Regions from separate parts of the Mus musculus genome. Here all the other regions are linked to region 1. Evidence: chromatin contacts called from public HiCAR-type, Micro-C and promoter capture Hi-C data. All regions are on one chromosome and are shown on one strand. The core of a region is the stretch at or near the end of the contact, and the rest is flanking DNA. Distances in the headings are between cores, read along the strand shown. Region 1 holds the start of Myo1b (myosin IB). Region 2 holds the start of Tmeff2 (transmembrane protein with EGF-like and two follistatin-like domains 2). Region 3 holds the start of Inpp1 (inositol polyphosphate-1-phosphatase). Region 4 holds the start of Nab1 (Ngfi-A binding protein 1).

Region 1 (3,453 bases), core at 304-2,803:
TGTCAAAAATGGTTCTATACACACCTAACAGGGTGTGGTAGTGCACACCTTTAGTCTCAGCTCTCAGAGGGCAAAAGCAGGCAGTATCTCTGAGTTTCAGGTCAACCAGGGAATAAACCATGTCTCAAAAAGTTTTTTGGTTTTTGGTTTGGTTTTGGTTGTTTGTTTGTTTGTTTGTTTGTTTTCTTCTTAGACAGGGTTTCTCTGTATAGCCCTGGCTGTCCTGGAACTCACTTTGTAGACCAGGCTGGCCTTGAGCTCAGAAATCCGCCTGCCTCTGCCTCCCAAGTGCTGGGATTAAAGGCGTGCACCACCACGCCCGCTTTGGGGTTTAGTTTGTTAGCCTATCCGAGCCACAATAAAATCCACAGATACACATGCACACATATATCCTGATTCATTGTGAAAAATATTTCAAAACAAAACAAACAAAACAAAAGAAGCCCTCTTCGTCCGTTATAAATAACAAGATCTGCCTTCAGCAAACTCCCATAGCCAGAGCCTAGAACTTCAAGAAAGAACAGAACTTGCTGCACCAATTAGTGCTAGGCCGTAGTATGAACAAAGCACCGCAAATAAACTCCACAGGCCTTTAGACAGAAGGTTGTGTTTGTAATTAACTCCAACGCACTCTCATTACCCCCTCCCCAGAGCTCCACCCAGCCCAGCGCCCTGCAGGGCTCCCGTTCCCAGTCTGGTTTCCATTCGAGCCCCGCCCCCTTCCCCTTGCCTCTCTGGGACTGTGAATCAATCCCATCCCGGGCAGGAAACGGGACCCGGGGCAGCCCCCTCCGCTGTGGCGGAACAAAGGAGCGGAGCGCAGCTGCACTCGCAGGGCGATCCATCGGGTCCGGTCGCCCCTCCGGGTGCGCCGCGGCCGGGGCACACCGCACCTGAACCCCACTCCCCAGGACGCCCCATTGTTCCACCTCCGCCTCCACCTCCGCTTCTCCTTCCCACAGGAAGCCATAAGCTTGTCCTTCCATAGAACCTGGGGCCGGGAAACTCCAGTGGGCCAGAGGGATGGAGGGGGATGCGAGTGGGCCCGCGGGAAGCAGGGTTCCCCAGTGCCCGTAGGTAGGAAGCCAATAACACAAAGTGAGAGAACAACTTAGTTTGTAAGCCCCTTCCCTCTCCTGCCGCCCCCGAAGCCACACGGGGCCGCGATCACCCTCGACGACCTCGAGCGCGCGTGGGTTCACGGTGGAGTGCCTCCGCGCCCCACAGGAGCGCCCCGGGAGCTGATGACCCGGGATTGCAGGCTGCGGCTGAGCCTGGGGCCGCGCGCACAAAGGCACGGGCGGGAAGGGAGCCGGCACGGGGGAGTGCAGCGTACCTCGCCCGGCAACCGCTCGGCCACTCCGTCTCCGCGTGCTGCTCGCTGGCCGCCGCCTGGGGAACGCGGGTCAGATCCGATGCGGGGCTTGTGCCACAGTTGCTGCCGGGGATCCCGCGCCGCTCAGCCGACCGTGCGTTCAGTGCACCCACACCGCGTCCGCCGGCTGGGCTCCGAGTGCGCTGGCTAGAGGCGCGGCGGCGGCGCGGCCACTCCCCTCTCCCGGCGGGGGCGGCGACCTCACCGCCCGGACGCGCCCCTCGCTCCCTGGCCGCGGTTCACCCAGGCGCGCAGGCCGCACAGCGCCCCCCGGTGAGCACCCGGCGGGCGGGGACACCCAGGAAAGCGCACTGGCCCTTCACCTTGGCCACTGCATGATCCGCGAACTGCAGACCAGAGATGCAGAGCCGAACAGCTGCAAGAGCCTGGGCGCGAACCTCAGCAGAGAGAATATTCTTCTCCACATTGCCTACCCTCCTAGGTCCAAGTTTGGGTGCCCAAAAATATCACAAAATGACAATTTAATGGAAGAGAAAATGGCCTGCCATGTGAGGCTTTTATTGTCTCTGTCACTGACATACATATTGAATATACCATTAGGTACTGAGCAATGACTGGCAATCACTTGGCCATGGTAGAGGGTCTGAAGACTCAGGACTCCCAGCTTCTCACTCCAGGTGTCTTCACCACGCTGGGATTCGGGACAAGCCACATGACCCTGGGTCTGGCTTGTTCCTGGAAGAGGTAAGGGTGTTCATCAAACTTACTCATGGGGTGAGGTGAGGATTACATGGCTGGGGTGTTAAAAGCGCGGCAGACACAGTAATTATTACTCATGAATCTGACGACTTTATCCTATAATGAAATAAATTGCCATAAATGGGGCCAGGTTTAAGTGCACTGACCTATATCTGGATACTGTCACTGAAAGGAGGCGAACCAAAGATTTCCAACCTTATATAGTCACTCTGTCCCTCCAGCACAGGCCCCAGGACTTCTCAGAGGCTACCAAGACCCTCCTCTACAAACTGACCTGCTGGGAATTCTAGCATCATTGACGGAACCAGCATCAGTTAGGTCTTCAGTCGGCATGGTAATGGTTTAAGCTAACATATTTTGAGTAGTGGATACAATTTTATTTAATCTTCACAAAAACCTGTGAGGTAAGTTACTTTTCAATTTTTGTTTTTGAGGCCAGGACAAACAAAGTCTGAGAGCTTTTTTTTCTTCCTTCCAGCTTATATACAACTATGGAGAACCTCCACAAATTCTTTGGTACACCTCTCATTGAGGAGTGCCATTTGATTGCCCTCCTCTTGAATACAGGCTGGACTGAATTCTAACAAATGGGATACAGTTGGTGGTATGACCAACCCAGCTCTCTCTCTCTCTCTCTCTCTCTCTCTCTCTCTCTCTCTCTTTCTCTCTCTCTCTCTCTCTCTCTCTCTCACTGTGAGGGAGCACACAGAAGCCAGGTATAGCCATATATTCCAGACTAAGAGTGCCCGCATCTGCTCACTGTCCCAGCCATGTGGCTGTGTGAGCCTTAAAGTTGACTTAGTCACAGTCACCTTATACTACATGAAGTAAGACCTAGAGTGAAACCCCAGCTAACTCAAGTCAGTCTCCAGAAACATGAAGTGAAGGAGGGTTTGTCATTGGTGACTTGGCCTAGTGGTAGCATAAATGATTGCCTCCACCACAGCTGACCAAACAAGCTACCCTAGACCTTGATAACTTAGTACAGTAAAGACACCGCTCTCAGCTTCCAGAGAAACAAAATATAGACCTACTACATGGCAACATGTTTTAATATGTGCCAGATCTTTGGTTCCATCTGCTTATAGCAACTGGGCAGCAACAGGACCTCTGAACCCTCCTGGCCAATCTATCTTCTTCAAAATACAATGACAGGTTCATAAACTATAAGTCAGTGGCTTGCAGAGTAGGGACAGGAAACTTTTGAGTCAGGAGTCTGTGTATCATAGACTGGCTTCAAACTTACTGTAGCCTATGATGATTGAACACATCTCCTTTGCCTGTGCTCACCTCGAGTGCTTAGGACTGCATGCAGACCCCCTGTTCCATGCAGTGCTGAAAATAAGTCCAGGCCTTTA
Region 2 (3,453 bases), core at 412-2,911, 990 kb before region 1:
AGGATCACGTCTCACAGAGGCGAAGTTAAAAAGCAAGGGAGTGGGGAGAGGTTGGAGGGTACAGGACTTAAAGGGACTGCTTTGGCACAGTTTGTTTTCTGGTGGTGTCTGCGGAGGATAGATAGATAGTCCGCCTTTCAAAGTCTATTGGTGCCGCTTTTAAGTGGTTGGTTAAGCTCGTTAATTGCTTGTTAGATGCTATCAAACAATGCTCTTAGTCAAGATTCAGGAGGTTATGGGAGGGCGATACAAGGAAATTTAAAGAAAGAGAAAGGGGAAAGCTTTTGAAAGAAAGGAAGAAGGAGAGAAGGAGAAAGGAAAGAGAAATAGAGCAGGAGTATATATGTATAATGTGAATGAAAAAATACCATAAATAACTGAATGATACAAACGCAAAAGGAAACCTCTTTGGTGCAAGGCACCAAGAACCCTGTGACTGCAGTAGTGACCTGAGTCGTAGGAGACAGACTCTTCTCTCCATCTATGTCCCAAAAAGCTCTGGGCCCTGAGAACTAACATGCCATTAAGCTAAAGAGTGTGTCTAACTGCGTGGAGTGCAGCAGAAGGAAGGCTGATATCTCTCTGCTGTTTCTGCTGGGGCTAAGGAGAACCAAGCGGAGGTAGTGACTCCTGCCGGGCTAGGCTCCCTTGCCTCTCCCAGGTAGCTGGGGATCCACAGACAAGGTGTAAAACGCCCAAGTCTAACGCCCAATCACTCCAAGCTCTCCTCCGGGATGCCGCTTCTCTGTGGATTCGCCCTGTAACCCATTCTCAGCTTGGATTCAGAGAAGTCTCTCGCTGCTCCTCCGGCCTCCTGTCCAGACCAAAATTGACCTTCCAACAACATTTTGTTGAACCTTTTAGACAGCCCCACAAATAGGTTCCGGTCTGTACCTTACCAAAGAGCTCCAGGGAAAGAGAATCAAATCTAGCAGGCTGAGCTGCGGAGAGCCTGGAAGGGATAGGAGGCACAGGGAGAATGGGGAGAGCCAGCGAAACTGGCTGCTCCAGCCTGGCGAGCACTGTCGGGCTTGCTCGGGGAGCTAGCTGCTGCTGCTGCTTTAAGCCACCAGAGTCTTTTGGCTCTCGCACTGCCGCCTCTTGCCCTCTTTTCTCTGCCACCGCCTAGAGAAGCATCCTAATGCTTCTTAAGCTACCAGGACATGCCCAGCCTGGATCTCTTTCCCGGACCGGCGGCGCCAACGGGACGCCCTCTGCTCCCTACCCGCTTCCCCTATTGCCCTGTGGCTGCGGGTCCTCCACCTACTCCGCCCCCACCACATCCAGCTGGAAGACAAGGCCACCCAGCCGCAGCGGGTGCTGTCAGCCCGGGGTCACGCACAGAAGAGAGGCGCGAGCCTGGACCTCGCACACAGTAGGGGGCGTCATGGAGCAGAGAAGCCAGGCAAGTGGGAGAAAGAACGTGGGAGTAGCCGCCCTGAAGCCTGAGCTTCTCCCAGGAGCCATCCCGCCTAGACCCACTCGGGTTAGAGCCTAGAGAACTAGCCCATCTGTGGCATCAGTGGCCGCCTCCTCCTTGCACCTCCTCACCGACCCCTCCCTCCCGGGACCTGCATCGCGCTCCGCCAATCAGAGTCCGACTGCCGCTTCCCACGTGACCCCGGGCGGGCTAAGGACCTGCTGCTTCCCAAACGCCAGAGGGATGCGGGCGGCAGAGCGCGAGAGGCGGCGGCTGGGCTGCGGGGCGCTGTGACTGTCCCTCCACCCAGTCTGGTCGCGCTCTTCTCTTCGGCCGATTGGCCGCCTCCTCTCCGCACCCTGGTTTCTGTCTCCTGCTCCTCCTTTGCCCCGACCCTGTTCCTTATGGCAGCAGCTCCTTGCATCGGGGGCGCAGCTTCTCAGCGGACTATCCTCTCACTCCGCAGGCTGAGCCCGGTCACTGGATGTTGCTGAAACTCCGGAGATCATGCTCTCCTTTGGTCGCAGTATCACCGCCGGCTGTCCCTGCCGCCGCCCCCTCCTCTGCTGCCGCGGTCCGCGGGATGCTCAGTAGCCCGCTGCGTGGCCCCTGCGATCCCGTGTTCTTCAGAAGCCTTTGGTTGCTGCAGAGTTGCGCGAAGTAGTCATGGTGCTGTGGGAGTCCCCGCGGCAGTGCAGCAGCTGGACACTTTGCGAGGGCTTCTGCTGGCTGCTGCTGCTGCCCGTGACGCTGCTTATCATAGCCCGCCCGGTAAAACTCGCTGCTTTCCCTACCTCCTTAAGTGACTGCCAAACGCCCACCGGCTGGAACTGCTCCGGTAAGTCCAGACCCTCAGCCCTCTACTTCACTTCTCCAAGCGCGGAACCCGCACAGACCTGTCTACTCTCATATGTCTGCCCAGCCACTGCCTGAAACCCAGAACTTCCCACCTCAATCCTGAGAAACATTGAGAACTGCTTCAGCTAAGGCTGGGCGTGCTGGGATAGGAACAAAGTACAGGTGTGGGGAACCATAGATGTTTGCCCCTTTCAAATCGGAGGATTTAGAGAAATACTACAGAGGTAGTTCTCCATCCTGGGGGAAAACACTAACGCAGAACATTTCCCATCATTAAAAAAAATAAAAATAAAAATAAAAGAGTCTAGCCTGGATGTGCGAAAAATAACTTTATGAGAAAGAACAATCAAGAAAGCAATAAATCAAATGATGACTGCAGGGAAACTGTTAAGGCTGCCGAAAATGCTTCTGAATGCAGGGGTTTTCTAGTCAGCACTGGGCCACAGATAATTCTAAGGAGGCAAGTTTCCAGGAACGGAGTCTCTCTCTCTCTCTCTCTCTCTCTCTCTCTCTCTCTCTCTCTCTCTCTCTCTCTCTCTCTCTCTTCCTCCTCTCCTCTCCTCTCCTCCCCTCCCCTCCCCTCCCCTGCCCTCCCTTCTCCTCTCCTCTCCTCCCCTCTCCTCTTCCTCCCCCTTTTCTTTCTCTTTTCTCCTCTAGCTTGTTCTGTCTATACCTCCCTAGCTCTCTCTTTTGCTCTCTCTAGCGCTCCCTCTCCCTCCCTTTTCTTCTCTCCTTTCACCCCCACCCCCACTCTCTTCTCTCTTCCTTTGGCTGCAAATGCCATTGACTTTGAAAGACATTGATTTTGTAGCCAAAGTATGCCCATCCAAGTTCTTATGTGGAGGACAGAAGTTGAGAAAGAAGCAAACATAGATCCCCGCCCCCTCCCCCACGCCAGAATGGGCATGCCCCAAGGCTGATAGACTCTCTTCTGAGAGCACAGTGACCCTACCATGGCAGGTCCCAACCCCTTCACTTCTGCACTGGGTTTCATTGTCAGGCAGTCCTCTTGCTCATTCAGTCTCTGTCAGAATACTGAAGCTTGACACCTGCATGCTATTGAAGCCTCTAATTGAAAGGGGCCCAAAGATCGAAGTTACTGCACTCTTACTGGCTGGTTTTACATTTCAGTATCAGAGTGTCTAGTTTACCTGAAGAATCATAGTGTAATTTCT
Region 3 (3,453 bases), core at 640-3,139, 900 kb after region 1:
AGGAAACACAACTCCATACTAATTGTGAGAAACAGGAAGCAACACTTTTATTTCCAAACTAACCCAGACAAAAGCCCAACATTGAGTCATTCTGAGCTTCTTAGGACACCCTAAGTATTTTAAGGAAGACATTTATACAAGACTCCCACCTGGGGAAAGTCCACATCTGTGCCACTCTTTAAAATGGAAGATGTTTGTTTTTAATTGATTACTTATTTATCTTTTAGGCAGTTTTGGTGTAACATGAAATAGAATAAAGCATCATTTTTCTAATTATTATTCAAGATCGAAGTAAAAGAGGAAATACCTATATAACGATTTACCTTTATTGCTTGTATTTTTATTGGCCTTCTGTGTCTAAAAATAAATTAGAATTTTTTCTCCAATTACTCCAAGTACAAGTATAATCTAAATGTGCAATAATGAACTTCACACTACAGAGTGAGAGTCTAAGGTGCAAGTGGTGGCTTAGTTCAAAAACTTGCAAAGAAGAGTTCTTAGTCTATTCAAAAACTGAAGTGTAACTTTATGTGTCTTACACAGTCTTCTTCATTGCTAAGAATTAACTGCAAAAGTATTATAAAAGTCCTTTAAATGTAAGTTCTTAAGAAAACAGCAAACAGGCACGTGCAGGGGTTAAAATCGGCTTTCCCGTTGCCTGTATTTTCCCTTTCATTCTGTACTTTCAGATGCCTGACTGAGGTCATCTTGCTAGTCCATCAGCCAAAAGTAGTCCCTGGGGTTGTTTTCTTCCTTAGATTGTTACCAGGTGGGTGGACCTAAGTCTTACCATCTGATTAAAACTGGGAATTAAGGGCAAGGAGCCAAAAAAGCAAAGCAAAACAAAACAAAACAGAAAGATTCATTCTGCATGGGATACATATATATTAAGAGTCCTGTCCGCACGGCCTCAAGCCGCAGTCCTTTTGACGCGAACACCCTCACACAGTGGGCAAACTTCCACGTGTTCCGGTCCTAGTTTTAAGGACAGAAATCTCCAAAGTACACACCGCGCTTGTTAACGTGTATTCCCTAGATTTTTCTTTCACACCTCATGTCTGACAGTCCATATGATTTTTACCAAAGCCAGGTTAGATAATTTAGATGACACCCTTCTATGCTGTCCACACCCACTGCCTAGACATGTCTCACAAAACCATACTTCAAAATGTAGAAAAAATATACCCCCGGACTGTTTAGTCTACACCCATCCAATGGGTCTCTAGAGACAGTCAACGTGGATCCACGTTAGAAGCATCTCTCAGGCAAACTGCTCCCCTACTTCTTGACAGCTACGCCACCTACCCGTGGAACCTGGGCCTCTGCTTCTGACCATTCTCAGATCACCTCATTCAACCTAGAGGCTAGTGGTAGGAATGGAAAGAACCGAGCAGAAGAAGCTACTCTGCGGGCGATTGGATTTCTTTCGGTGGCTTCTGCAGAGCTAAGGGGGCGGCGTGATCCGCGAGCTTAGCCTCTCGGTTCGGGGTTCGGGCTCTGTGTGGGTGGGCACGGGCAGGCCGGAGAGGCCTCGATGCAGCGACCCGGTACCTCGCAGGCCCAGGCGCCGAGGCCAGTAGCCTTCGGCCGGAGACCGACTCACCTGCCCTCTGCAGAGGCGATGGAGCGCGCGAGGCTCGCGGGGACCCAAATGCGCGGAGGTGGAGACGCTGGACACCGGGGAGGGGTGGCGAAAGCAGGAAAGCGGATTACCTAAGCGAGGATGCAGAGCCCCAAGGAGGATACAGCCTTTCCCAGAGAAACGGAAGAGGCGGAGGAGGGGCGAGAGAGGAGGAAGGGAGTGCCAACGCCTGGAGGTGGTCGCGCTGGGACCTGGCGCAATCCTCCTGTGGCGGGCACAGCCGGAGGGCAAGCCGCCAGGAAAACACCGGAGGTCACCGCAGCGAAGGCGGGGAGGCGCCCTGCCTCTCTTGGCTCCAGCAGTGCAGCCCAGTTTCTGCCAGGTCCCGGCCCCGCCTCTTTCCCCCGGGGCGGGTGGCCTCTTGCTTCTGGGGCGGGCGAGGGCATCCCACGCCAGCCAGCCTGAGTCTGGCCTCCGCGACGTCACAAGTGAAGCTTTGTCAATTTGCTTGAGAGGGCCAGAAAGGTCAGGGTTGCCTCAACCACAGTTCTTGGTGTGCATTGTTTCTTCAGAAGCACCCAAAAAGTCTTTGAGAATATTCCTCCTCCATTCATTTGAACCCTTGGTGTTATGGGTTTGACAGATGGTTTGAAGCTGTGAAGTTGGACTTCCTGCTAGAATGAGTCCCCCTGTTCTAATAGAAGCGTCTAGGTTCCTACATGTTTGTTTAGTCAAAGCAGTGTCTTCTGGACCTTATTAGTTGTGGGTCAAGGCCCAGCCAGGCAAGAAGCACATGTTGGGTGGGAAACTCATCTCTTGCTGCAACCCTTTTAAACTAATGCTCAGTGTGACTTAAAGATATAGTTGGGAGTGGTAGGTGGAAATAGAAATGGGTGGTGATGGACAAAGGGCAGCAAGGGTAAGAATTTTAAAAAGGGCAACATTCAACTTTGGGATAGAAGGGGCTCAGAGTCTCTGTGAGTGCTCTGGGCCCTTCTGTCCTGGTAAGATTTATCCGGCTTCCCTGTGATTTATTCTGTGGCTGGAACTGGGAAGCACTTCAACAATTCTAGCCTGCAGGCTTTCTCATCAACCTCTCCCCAAGCTCCCATTTATTTATGCGCAGTACTGCGATGGCACCTCACCCACTTCCATTCCCCATCCGCCTTCCATTCACTCACAGGTTCAGTGGATTCAGCCTTCTTTCTCACTTTTACTTTGTTTTGTTTTGTTTTTGGTAAGAGTCTCACTTTATAACCCTTGCTGGCCTCAAATTCGCTATCCTCCTGCTTCTGCCTTCTGGGTGCTGGGAGTACAGATGGGTGCTACCATGCCTAGATCCTCATATTGTCCTTTAGTTCCATTCTCTTAAGTCCATTCTTGGTGTTACAGCTGATATTAATTATGAAATCATATCCATGACAGCAAAATCAAGGAATAATATAAATGTGACATTTACCATAAGGAAATGGGAGTAGATTTGTATCTAGGAGCAGAACTGGGGAGGGGCTAGAGTAGGAGCTATGACTCTAGCCCATTTCTCTGCAGGTGCAGAGACCACCCTACAATACGTATCTCACTGGATCACTTGCTTGCTCTGATCTCTATTAACACTTGGAGCAAACTGCTGGTGATCAAGGCACATTTCCTCCTCCTCACTGTCAACTTTGCCACTCACACTTAGTGACCCTTTTACCAAACCGGATCTAGATGTCAATCCACAAACTTTTAGAATTCCATGTTTATGGCTGCCATTGCTATTGCAGCAGTCTCTTGCAGCTCTAACACACAGCTATAAGAGCTGGATAACTGGTAAGTCTTACCTCATAACTGATGAGATGGCACAGCAGGTAAAAGTGCATGCCACCAAG
Region 4 (3,453 bases), core at 484-2,983, 580 kb after region 1:
TGATGAAATTTATTAGGCATAATAGCTCACTAAAATTTTCTGTATCATCTAGATGAATCTTAAGAATTTGTCATCTGAAATATATTCACAACTAAAGGACAGAATGAAGTAAAATTTCCAGTGCCCCATGCTGTCACTAATACAGTCCCACACAACAGGAGACTGGGCCTCAGGAGAGAAAAAGCATGCTCAGTAGTGGAATGGCAGGCTAAGCATAAGATGGTCAAGTCAAAAAAAAAAAAAAAAAAAAAAAAAAAAAAGAAAAAGAAAAGAAAGAAAGAAAGAAAGAAACAAATTATCTCCCTAGCACTTCTTGAAATTATTTTCTTTCAAGATGTAATGTTCCAGTATCTAAACTGGAAACAGAGATGAAGAAGGCTGACTGCACTGCCTATCTACAAATTCTCAACAGCATACTTATTTATCTGCTTGAGCTTACTGAAAGAACAGAATTAAATGTCTCAAAAGATGCAAGCTGGAGGAAGAAACCTTCAATCCAAGTCACTTGTGCTGGCACAGAAGCTGGGTGTGAAGCAGCTCTTTGAATCTCAGGAAGATAGCCTCCACCCTGGTCGGCTATCCGATACAATGGACCCTATACATCCTCTCTCCAGTATCTCTTCTTAAAACCGGCAGATGAATTATAAATGTCATAACATATATTGTACAAAGAAAGATTTTTCAAAAAGTGAATATTTAAAAAGGGTAATTCGCTGCGTGTACAAAACAGCGAACCATTTCGGATGTGACTAATCTTATTTTAAATTCGGTTCCTCTGCTCCTATGCAATCTAATATTAACTATTAAAACTGCCAAAATATTTTTATACGAGATCTTAGAATCTCCTTAGAGATTCTGATCTTTGCACTCCGTAAAGTTGGCAGGCACGTCACTGGCAAACCAATCGGTAGTGACAACTTACTCCAAACCAGCTCTTTCGGATCAAATTGTAAATTAGCAGGCAATCCAAAATTTCCCAAGCCTCCCTGAGCCAGGGCACGGTTCCCGCTGGTCGCCCGCTGCAAAACTTGGTCAGCTCAACCTACAGACGCAAATTCCAGCTCTACCCAGGAGATTCCTTGCAGATCTCCCGGGTTGACCGTACTTCGGTGTCTGTCCCCGTAAGGTCACACACCTGCGTCCAAAGCTTCTCTGTCCTACACGTGTCTGCACATTCCCCACTCAGCCTCAAAGGCTCGGCGACTCCCGCTTCCCTGCACCTGGGTGCCAAGTTTCTGAAAGCCACTTCCAAGCAAAACTCTCCTTCCGCTCTGAAAACACAACTACAGTAGGAAGGGGCGGATAACAGGAAGAAAGCGGAGACTCAGCGGCACTTTTCGGAAGTCCCTGGTCGCCCCGGAGCTGGCACCCCACGCGGGCCCGCGAGCGCGTCCTCCCCGCACAGCCCGCGCCCCCCGCCCGGCAGGACGCGACGGCCCCGCCGAGCCACGCGTCCGCGCCCCCCGCTCCATCTCGAGGCCCTCCCGGTACCTACGCGGCCCGCAGCTGCGGCGCGCTCCGCGACGACGGCTCTGCCGGGCTCCTGCGGCGGCTGCGGCGGCCGGGACGCCCCCGCGCCCATCGAGGGGGGCAGGGACGCGGTGGGCGCGCGCTCCGTCCCCCGCCCGCCCCGACGGCGCTCGCTCGGTCGCGCGGGCGGAGGCTCGGGCGGAGGCGGGCGGCGGCGGCCCCGGGCGCCCTCCCTAGGCCTCTCCCGCCGCCCCTCCCTCGGCCTCTCCCTCTCCCTCCCCCGCCACCTCCGCCGCCCCCGCCCCGCCCCGCGCGCTGTCACATCGGGAGATTCCGCTCTTGCTCCATTCGCCGCTCCGGCTCCCGCCCACGCGCGGCCGAGTGACGCAGATCCCGGCGTGGGCGGCCGCGGGGCGGGGGTGGGGGCCGGCGGGGCTGAGGCTCGGCGCGGTCCCGGGGGTGGCCCATTCCCACGGCAGCTGGGAGCGCGCGGGTGGGGGCGCGCGCGCGGGTCGGAGGAGGAGGAGGCTTCCGTGGATCCGCGGACAGCGCTGCCTGCCAAGCCCCGCACCGGGCCCGCCCAGGAGGGAGGGGGTGGGGGGGGTACAGAACCGCAGGTGCGGTGCGGACCTGTCCCTCCTCGCCCACTCCACCCTGTCCCCACCCTCGCCCAGGCCTGGTTTGAGGAGGGAGGAAAGGGAAACTCTGGCCTGGTGGCTTAATGACACCCTTTTCATGTCTGGAAACCTTGTGTTACTTTACAGGCCATTCTCTGTTGTCTTCCTGTAGGCAAATGACACACTCCTGGTGCTGTCTTGAGCGTGTCAAAATAGAGTTCTTAAGGCAAGGTGTAGACATTTTGAGCTTGGTTTGCATAAACTTTTCTAGCCAAAGAAAGTGTTACAGCACCTCAAAAGCTAAAGCTATTGCCAAAATTTTAAGGGGAAAAAAATTAAATCTATTTTTGCCTTCCTTGGGGAGGGGGTTTCAAAGAAAAGAATTCAAGTTTTAATGGTGTGCTCTTACTGCAATACAGGTAGAATCCTGTTTTAATGTACATATAAAAATCCAGTTTTATATAGGAGGCCGTTCCCACTTCCTGGCTGGCCTCCCAGAGTGTGCCTACTTGGTTGAAGGGGATACAAGGCATTCTTTGAGAAGAGAAATTCTTTAAACCACATCTTTATGTTGCAACAATGGGTGGGATGATAATATTGAAAGAAAAAGACCTTATTAAATAAACCATTTTTTCTTTTTGTAAAAACATGTTCTACAAATGAGTGATGTCAATGGAATAGATATGTACTTAAATGCATAAATATATAAACATATAGTTACATGGTTAAGTATACATTTAAGCTGAAATATCTTCCCTGTTAGTGACAAGCCTGTCTAGAATAGTTGGTATTTTAAATAATTATTCTTAGTTCCTCAAATTCTTCAGAAGAAATAACAGCTACAAGTGTCTCCCTGCCACTCCAATTGTCAGTGTTTATGCTCCTGCTCAGCGAAGAGGAATTTAATTTGGGTGGTTGTAGTACAGTCAGGGCTACTGAGACAATTTCTTGGCCGGTGTGGAAAGGTAGAGGTTAATGGGTAGTCGAGCAATGAAATCCGCAAAATTCTTCTAATTCTTCACTGGGAACTCTGATGGTTTGCAAACATTGTTGCTTCTGAAAAGCCTAGGGGGAGGGGTGCGTGTAGCTTTATGCCACGCAGTTAGTGATTAGTCAACTTGGTGAGCTCACCTGCACTGCACAGCGTTCTCCAGAATTGAGTCCAAATTGCATGCTGTGCTCCGGTAGGGCGTGCTTCTGCCCTGCTGAAGGCTATACCGACAAGGAAATGTGTCTGGGGCTGATCCTTTTTACAGTTAACCACTCAAGTCCTTCCTTGTTTATGTTCTGGGCACATTAGATAGTGTGTTCTTCCCACATTAAGAATGGCATTCTGGGCCCACTATGCTTTGCTTAAATGCCCTAT

The links. Promoter capture Hi-C pulls out the DNA fragments that hold promoters and counts their contacts. A called contact is a pair of places that touch in the nucleus more often than the background predicts. HiCAR-type assays count read pairs that join an accessible place to other places.
Region 2: a HiCAR-type map of astrocytes shows a contact between it and region 1, with 2.7 times the contacts expected there. The contact joins the promoter of Tmeff2 here to the promoter of Myo1b in region 1. A contact is called at or near these places in 1 of 39 promoter capture datasets (cranial neural crest) and 1 of 115 datasets of contacts at active chromatin or transcription factors (astrocytes).
Region 3: a promoter capture Hi-C map of liver shows a contact between it and region 1, with 2.3 times the contacts expected there. The contact joins the promoter of Inpp1 here to the promoter of Myo1b in region 1. A contact is called at or near these places in 3 of 39 promoter capture datasets (cranial neural crest and liver).
Region 4: a Micro-C map of embryonic stem cells shows a contact between it and region 1, with 6 times the contacts expected there. The contact joins the promoter of Nab1 here to the promoter of Myo1b in region 1. A contact is called at or near these places in 1 of 39 promoter capture datasets (liver), 1 of 484 Hi-C or Micro-C datasets (embryonic stem cells) and 1 of 115 datasets of contacts at active chromatin or transcription factors (pancreatic cancer cells).

What each region holds. Positions count from the first base shown.
Region 1 is chr1:51,914,425-51,917,877 of GRCm38.p6, forward strand. Myo1b (myosin IB) reads right to left here and starts at 1,554. Exons shown (of 31, transcript NM_001161817.2): 1 at 1,337-1,554. Gm33795 (a long non-coding RNA gene) reads left to right here and starts at 1,738. Exons shown (of 3, transcript XR_001778914.2): 1 at 1,738-2,080; 2 at 2,317-2,499; 3 at 2,574-3,453.
Region 2 is chr1:50,925,862-50,929,314 of GRCm38.p6, forward strand. It overlaps Tmeff2 (transmembrane protein with EGF-like and two follistatin-like domains 2), which reads left to right and starts at 1,662. Exons shown (of 10, transcript NM_019790.4): 1 at 1,662-2,258. The coding sequence starts at 2,087.
Region 3 is chr1:52,815,799-52,819,251 of GRCm38.p6, forward strand. Inpp1 (inositol polyphosphate-1-phosphatase) reads right to left here and starts at 1,890. Exons shown (of 6, transcript NM_008384.2): 1 at 1,604-1,890.
Region 4 is chr1:52,498,715-52,502,167 of GRCm38.p6, forward strand. Nab1 (Ngfi-A binding protein 1) reads right to left here and starts at 1,734. Exons shown (of 8, transcript NM_008667.3): 1 at 1,496-1,734.